Linked DNA regions of Rattus norvegicus: region 2 is linked to region 1. A link is a contact called in public Hi-C data. All regions are on one chromosome and are shown on one strand. Each heading gives the region's core, a stretch centred on a gene start, on an enhancer-like site or on the middle of the called end of the contact. The rest is flanking DNA. Distances are from core to core; before and after follow the strand shown. Region 1 has its middle 51 kb from the start of Gk. Region 2 overlaps Tasl (TLR adaptor interacting with endolysosomal SLC15A4).

What was found. Hi-C and Micro-C count contacts between places; a contact is called where the count stands out from the background.
Region 2: a Hi-C map of liver shows a contact between it and region 1, with 5 times the contacts expected there. The contact joins two enhancer-like sites. A contact is called at or near these places in 2 of 12 Hi-C or Micro-C datasets (the A7r5 cell line and liver).

Annotation. Positions count from the first base shown.
Region 1 is chrX:54,239,000-54,243,067 of GRCr8, reverse strand. No RefSeq gene overlaps it. Among named protein-coding and RNA genes, the nearest start is that of Gk, 51 kb to the right of the region's middle. Within about 2 kb of position 2,412, at least 2 of the 93 cell types and tissues checked have an H3K27ac peak or open chromatin away from gene starts, as enhancers often do. A contact at or near this core is called in liver, where this site is marked.
Region 2 is chrX:54,360,190-54,363,960 of GRCr8, reverse strand. The region is part of intron 1 of Tasl (TLR adaptor interacting with endolysosomal SLC15A4); the gene reads right to left. Among named protein-coding and RNA genes, the nearest start is that of Tasl, 7.3 kb to the right of the region's middle. Within about 2 kb of position 1,575, at least 1 of the 93 cell types and tissues checked has an H3K27ac peak or open chromatin away from gene starts, as enhancers often do. A contact at or near this core is called in liver, where this site is marked.

The DNA of each region.
Region 1 (4,068 bases), core at 1,163-3,662:
ATCCTCAGCAGTATAGTGGGTTTGAGTGCACCCTGGGCTATGTAAGCAAGGCAAGCAACCAAAATACCAGAAATGTGTTGTGGTAAATTAAAAAAAAGATGGGGAGACACCATGACATGCTAGCCCCAGCACCAGCGGGCCACATGGCACTAGCGGGACATTTCCATCTCAGCAGACTCTCTGGCCCAGAGTTCTCAAATCGTCTCCTCTCTACCTGACTCACTAAATTCCCAATTTCCATTCCTGCTACTCTCTGAGTCCTGGGGTGATCTCGCTACCTAAAAGACTAGCCTCATCGGCACCTGACTGTCTAGGCTGTCTATCTTGTGTCTCTCTGCTGCGAGCTTTGCTCACATTCCCAGCATCTGCCCCTGTGGTTATAGTCACAACTCCCAGTAACCCATTAAAATCAAACTCAATAACCTTGTAATTTAGCAATCAGATTTATATCTTAAATTCTCAATCCACAAAAACATCCACATAATATACTCAGAGCCAATTAATATTTATATAAATTGCCCACCTAGGTAAGACAAATTGTCCTGTAATTATCCATCCCTTATAAGATTTTCAAAGCTACCTGTGGCTATATAAAGCCACACAGAGATGGGTCATCCTTCTCCTCCTCCATCTTCTCCTCCTCCACCCACTTCTCTCTTTCCTGCCAATTCTAAACTCTTCGCCTACTTTACTTTTTCACTGCCCAATTACAGGCCTTGCCTTATCTTGTGCCTGTCCTCACCCCTGTATATAAACAATAATCCACAAATAGGAAACAGGCCTACATAATAATATAGGTATGGGGGTATTTTAAATTTAAAAATAATTTTATATGTACAGGTGTTTCATCTGCATGAATGTCTGTGATATATAAGAAGTCATCAGATCCCATGTAACTGGAGTTATAGACTGTTGTGAACTACCATGTGGGTGCTAGGAATTTGACCTGAGTCTTCTGGAGGAACAGCCAGTGCTCTTAACCACAGAGCCATCTCTATAGCCCTGTTAAATTGACTCTTTAAGACAGGATTTCACTGTGTAGTTCAGGCTTTCCTGGAATGCACAATAACCTTTCCTGCATTAGCCTCCTAAACACAGATTACAGATCTGAGTCACTATTCCTGGCTTCCTTTACTCATTTAAATGTCAAGATTTTGATGGTTAGCAACCTTAAAAGTGAGTATTACAAAGAAGTCAGTTCTATCACCTGAATTTATGTCTTCAATTCCTATCATTAGTCACCATGATTTTCATCTGTGTTGGTCCAATGATGACATAAGTCATCAAAGGGGAAAGATGTGCTAGGTGGCACTGTCAGCTTTGATTCTTCAGGCTCACACTTGGATGCAGTCATGCTAAGTTCATATTATGGAGTATTTATACTCCTGTCCCTGGACTTTGTGATTGGATAATATAAGTTACTTTGGAGAATAAAACTTGAATGGAAGTATCCAGGTGCAAGTTTTGATTCTTGATTGGGGTAGCATATTTTCTTTGTCCTCCTGCACTTTTCTTTTAAAAGGATATTGCTATGTAGCTGCAGTGGTTTGAGTGATAATGTCTTCCATAGGAGACATCATATATCTGATATTTGAACACTTGGTCTACAGTTGATGGCACAGTTCGGGGAGGTTTAGGAGATGCAGTCTTACTAGAAAAAATTTATAGCTGGAGTCACACTTTGAGGTTCAAAACCTGGGCTAGAGAGATGGCTCAGCAGATAAGCACACTGACTCCTCTTCCAGAGGTCCTGAGTTCAATCCCCAGCAACCATATGGTGGCTCGCAATTATCTATAATGGGATCCGATGCCCTCTTCTGGTGTGTCTGAAGACAGCTACAGTGTATAAATAAATAAATCTTTTAAATATTATAGAGAGAGAGGGAAAGGGGGAGAGAGAGGGAGAGAAGGAGAGAGGGAGAGAGGGAGGGAGGGAGGGAGGGAAGAAGGGAGGGAGGGAGAGAGAGAGAGATATTAAAAGCCTTTTGCCACTTTCTGGTCACTACCCCTTCTTTGTGCTTGCCTTTCAAGATGTGAGCTGTGAGCTTTCAGTGCCTACCACAATGTCTTGCTACTATGCTTTTCTAGCATAACAGACTCATTCCTTTATATCATCATCCAAAATAAACTCTCTCTTCCTTAAGTTGCCTTGGTCAATGCATTTTTCCACTGCAACAGAAAATAAAGCAGTACAGACGTTGGTACCAGAGAGTAGGAACTGTTGCTGTCAAGAATCTGACACATTTTTAGAGGAATGTGGAAAGCTTTGGAAGTTTGTACCAGGAGAATGGTTAAATGCTGTGGGAAGAGTGTACAGAGCCTTTCTAGTATGTATCTAGAAGACAGTAGCGCTGAGAAAAATGTGGACTGTGGAGGCCCAGCTGAAGAGGTTTCAGAGAGGGACAATATTAGGAAGTAGGTCAGAGGCCAGTCTGTGATGTTTGGCAATGAATCTAGTTGCATTCTGACCTTGCACTAAGACCTGGACTGAGGCTAAATTGAAATTTGATCGATTAGTTTCTTTGGTGGAGGCAATTTCAAGGCAGCATGATACTGAATTTATTGCATTGTTATTATTAATAATTATTATGGAGGTTTACAATAAGAAAGGACAAATGATGTTGAAAGAAATACAAAACGCACAGTCTGAAGAAAAATAAGGAGCACTAAGAGGCTTAATGTTGCAACCAAGGCTCTTGCTGTAAGAAATAAAGGGACTAGTACCATTAAGGATCTGTTACTAATGTAATTCAAAGGAGGGGAGGGGCCACCTCAATCAAGCAGCCAAACTTAACAGTGTCATCTACATGGTTCTGGCTTTAGAAACACAAAGGAAGCAAGAGTGAAAGGGTTTTATATTCTTCCTACATTGTTTCAAAGAGGCACTGAGGTCAGACAGCGTGTAGCAGTAGATTCCATGCATGAAGGCTCTTTTGAGGAAAGGAAACTATGAGAGATCATTGCATGAAGCTGTTGGAGTAAAGTCTGGAGTGCAGTGGAGCTCCAAGATGTTGGATATGCCAGAGTCATGGGATGTCTGGCAAGAAAGGATGCATACAGAGTGTGGAACCAGCCCATGACAGAGGTATATGCTATAGCATATAAGCTTATAAGCAGCAAAGTTAGAGGAGCAGATCCAAGTAAGCTTTTGAAACTAAAGTTCCAGCATACAACATGGAATTGTAGGGTTTGACACTTCCCTACTGAGTTTCAGTCTTTCTATGGTGCAATATCCATACACTGATCCCATTTGTTCACTTTGAAAGGTAATGTATATTCTGTGCTACTATGTGTTGGAAGTATGGAACTTTTGATTTTTCAGTGTTGTTATGCAGTTTAGAGACTGTCTTGATTCTCAGAAGAGATGCTGAACTTTTAAGGAGTGTTGAATTTGAAAGATTATGGGGACTTTCAAGTTGGGCTAAATGCATTTTGTATTATAACAGGGTCATTAGGTCTACAGGCCAGGGATGGAAAGTAGTGGTTTGAATGAGAATGTCCCCCGATAGGTTCAGATATTTGAAAACATGGTTTCCTATTGGTGGCACTGCTTAGTAAAGTTCAGGAAAGACAGCTTGTAGGAGGAAGTCTATCATTGTGCAGAAGCATGGAGGTTCACAACCTTGTATCAATTCCAGTTCACTGTCTCTGCTTTGTGCCTGTGATTCAGGATGTGAGCTCTCAGCTTTCCAGTCCTGCCATCATGTCTGTCTCTTGCTACTAGGCCTCCCCACCTGATGAACTGTTATATTTCTGGAACCTTACATCAAATTAACTCATCCTTAAGTTGCCTTGGCCGTGCAATTTTATCCCAGCAATAGAAAATTAACTGATAGAGTATCTCAGGATGGCTTTAATAGTGATTCTCCTGCTTCAGCTTCTTAACTTCCAGGATTACAAGTGTGTGCCACCATGCCCAGTTCCATTTGCCTTTTGCCATCACCTGGAAAATACGTGCAAGGGAAAACCTCACTGACCCAAAGATGATGAGAACACTTAGAGCAGAGCTATTCAACCCAAGATATCACCTGCGGTGATTACATAGGTCAGTGCACCTTCTTGGGCCAG
Region 2 (3,771 bases), core at 326-2,825, 120 kb before region 1:
GAGTGTTCCGAAACATGACTATTGCCTGAATTTAGGAAGAGTTCTAGTTGATTTACCAAGAATCTGATGTTTCTGAGAACTGGCAGCAGAGGGCAGTATAGAGCACAGCACAGAGGTTTCTGAAAGAGTTCGGAAGCTGTGCAGACTAACGCTGCACAGAAATTACAAACAAATATACAAAGATAATAGAATTGAGCTGCACTTTACAGCCCCAGTCTATAATACCAGCACTTTGAAAACTGACACAGGAACATAGCTGTGAGTTTAAGGCCAACTTGAGTTATATAGCAAGACCCTGACCAAAAAGGAGTTGTAAAGCAAAGCTGGTAAGACAGTTCATTAGGTAAAAGCATTTACTGACAAGCCTGATGACCTCACTTTGATCCCCAAGACCGATTGGTACAAGGCAAGAACCAACTTTGGCAAGTTTTCTTCCGAGCTCCACATTAGTGCCATTATATGCACACACAAATAAATGATATATAGATAGATAGATAGATAGATAGATAGATAGATAGATAGATAGATAGGTAGACTGATATAACTTAGTTTTTAAAAGATTACTTCATCTTGTAACCACTATTTAATGGACCACTAGAATGAACACAGTATTGTGTATTACAGAATCCTAAAAAGAATTAAAAATCACAAAACAGAGAATGAAAATTTCCTGGGACTGTTTTAGTTTGTTTCTAGCATTTTTCATAATAATTTTTATTGCCTATCAAATGTAAAAACATCTATCACTATATCTTATGGGCATAGTTAATTTTATTTGAGCCACTGAATCTAATGGATTAAGTTGTTCATATACTTTGTTTGATTTTTACTTCTTATATTACAGAAGCTTGAGAAGCTTATGCGTGCTCTCGCTCTCTCTCTCTCTCTCTCTCTCTCTCTCTCTCTCTCTCTCTGTGTGTGTGTGTGTGTGTGTGTGTGTGTGTGTGTTTAGATTCTATCACTGGTTAAGTGTGAAAAGAAGACATTCAAGGACATCTGCTGATTAGATGTTCTAGGCAAATGTAGCTTACATTAATCATTACCAGACAGTGGCATACCGAAATTAGCCTGGTGTACAAATTCATAAACTAGAACTATGGGCTAAAGTGCAGTACTTTTCAATCATTTACTTGGTTTTCTGAAGAAACTTCAATATAAATTTGTCCTCCTAGATCTCTGTGTGTGTCTGTGTACGTATAGCATAAAACTCTTGTTATAACTTCTGTATTTAGTCATACATTTGACTTATACTCTATCAGCACAAACACAGGATCAAAGAGAAAACCTAGTGATAGCACATGTCTAATCCCAACACTAGGGAACCAGAGGCAGGAGGATCAAAAGTTTAAGGTCAGATTTATCTACAAATTCTAAGCAAGCTAGGGCTACATAATGAGAACCAAACTATGAAAGAAAAACAAAGTGAAAAGAACTAAAGAGAAAGGACTTTGTAAAGGAGACATCTAAAAAATGCCTGTTAAGATAGTAAATATTTAAAGTATTACAGGTCATACAGAGTCTGTTGCAACTCTGCTGTCATAGAAGAAAAGTAGACACAGACAACATGCAAGCAAACTGTTATGGCTGTGTTCCAATTAGACTTTATTTATAAAAACATAGTCCTGGTCTGTGGTTTGCTGAACCTTGACCTTAATCAACTACTGGGTGTAGTAGCATATTCCCAACACTTGAAGAATTGATTACTTCAAGGTTCATTTGGGCTAAGCTATACTTCAGAGTAAGACCTTGTCTTTAAAATACAAAACAACAAACAAACCAAAGGCAGACACAGAAGTACTTTGTGGGGCATACACTAATCCTGTGCATTGGGAATTTGAGGCTGAGGATCATTGGTTTAGAAGCAGCGTGGACTAAATATAGAGACCTGATCTTAAAAACAAAAAAAGAAAGAAAGGAAGGAAGGAAGGAAAGAAGGAAGGAAGGAAGGGGAAGGAAAGAAAAGAGGAAGATACAAAGGAAAAACAGGAAAAAGGGGGAAAAGAAAAGTGCAGATAGAGTAAGTTGGATCAAATATGATAGCAACTCCGCTTTGGTTGCTTTCTATATTTGACTTCTAATCTTTCAACAATATTTGACATTAATTATTATCATAGCTGTCAAATGAGAAAACTGACAAGGTGATAGATATGACTATTAAAAAGTCCTTTTATGGGAAAGAACAGGAAGCAGCAGGAGTAGCAGGGCAATCTATGAAAGTTATGGGAGGAGGTCATCAAAATGTATAGTATGCATCGATGACAACACCAAAATAAGTTGTATTATCATATGGACTATACAGACTATTTTATTAATACAGTATATGTTAATAAAAAGTATATGAGAGAAAAACTGCCTTTCCTAAAGTCATTCAGTCACTGTCTACTGAAAGCAAGGTTGAATCTCAACTTTATAAACTCCAAAGCCTATATTTAGAATATGTTGTTCTGCGGTATAGTTGAAAGCAGTTAATATCACACAGTTATGATACCAAGCAATATTGTTCTTCCAAGAAAATGGCATCATCCCTTACTTCAGTTCATAACAACAGCATTTGCCAAGTAAAAGGAAGAAGACACAGTGAAGTCTGTATTTTGCATATCAATGCTCATTTGATAAACAATTTATCCTCCATTTTTGAATATAACAATATTAACATTTTCTTTAACTAATTTCAATGCTGCGACCTAGTATTTTATCAGTCTTGATTTTCCAACTACCTCCCACAGATAATTTAATTTTATCAGTATACTGTTTACACATCAACCAAACATCTAGATATATCAGGCCCTTGTGATATGTGGTCTCTCTGCTTAACCCCATCTCTGCCTGTTCACTGAAGTACTGCAGATCCTAGCTGTGCTGAGCCTATCCCAGTTCCATCTATCCAAATGACCATCAAGGGATACTTTATTCTTCAATCCTGAGAGCTTAGGCTCTATACTTATCCCTGGCCTATCTCCCATAATCTTTGGCTCTCATCTTAAATATTTAACACTTCAGAGACTCTCTCTTCCTCAATTAGGAAAGGATTCTACATTAATCTCTTCCTTGTTGCAAGACAGTCACCAGGATTATGTGGGATGTTAATAAAAACCCAACCAATACCGTAATCAGTAAAATTAATAATTGAAACTGCATGTAAGAATGGAGCAATGGCAATAGCAAAAAGAGATTGCCAATTGGTGTGGGAGGCATTTGGATGGTAGTGAGCTAGAACATAGCTTGTCTCTTGGAGAATACTTTCAGTAAGGACAAACTAATACACTGGAGGAGACTAGACTGAGATGGGTACAAAGGACACCTTAGTGGCTAAACACAAATGGAGGCAGTGATCTGGAACCACCACCCAACATTGTTTTGTATAATCTGGTAGGAAAAAAAATCAAAGTAAAATGTTGGGTGCTATTTCATAAATGATCTTGGGCTAGGGCTCCCACTTTCCATCAAGGCTGTGAGTATAAATGTATCACAGCTGTGTGTCATGGATTACACCTGTAATCCCAGCACTCGATAGTCACAGATAATAGAATCAGAGCCATTCTTGATTCCATAGTGATCTTGAGGCCAGCATGGGCTGTAAGAACTTATCTCAAAATAATAACAAGAAGAAATGGTAGCCTTTAGACAGTGGTGACAATTTCATCTATGTCAACATCTATAAACGTCTTTCATTGTAGTAAATCCTCTGTGATAATGTATGCTGACTTTTTCTTATTTTGTCACTATGTACAACATTGCATATGTGTCCATGAATGTTTATTGTCAGGCCAG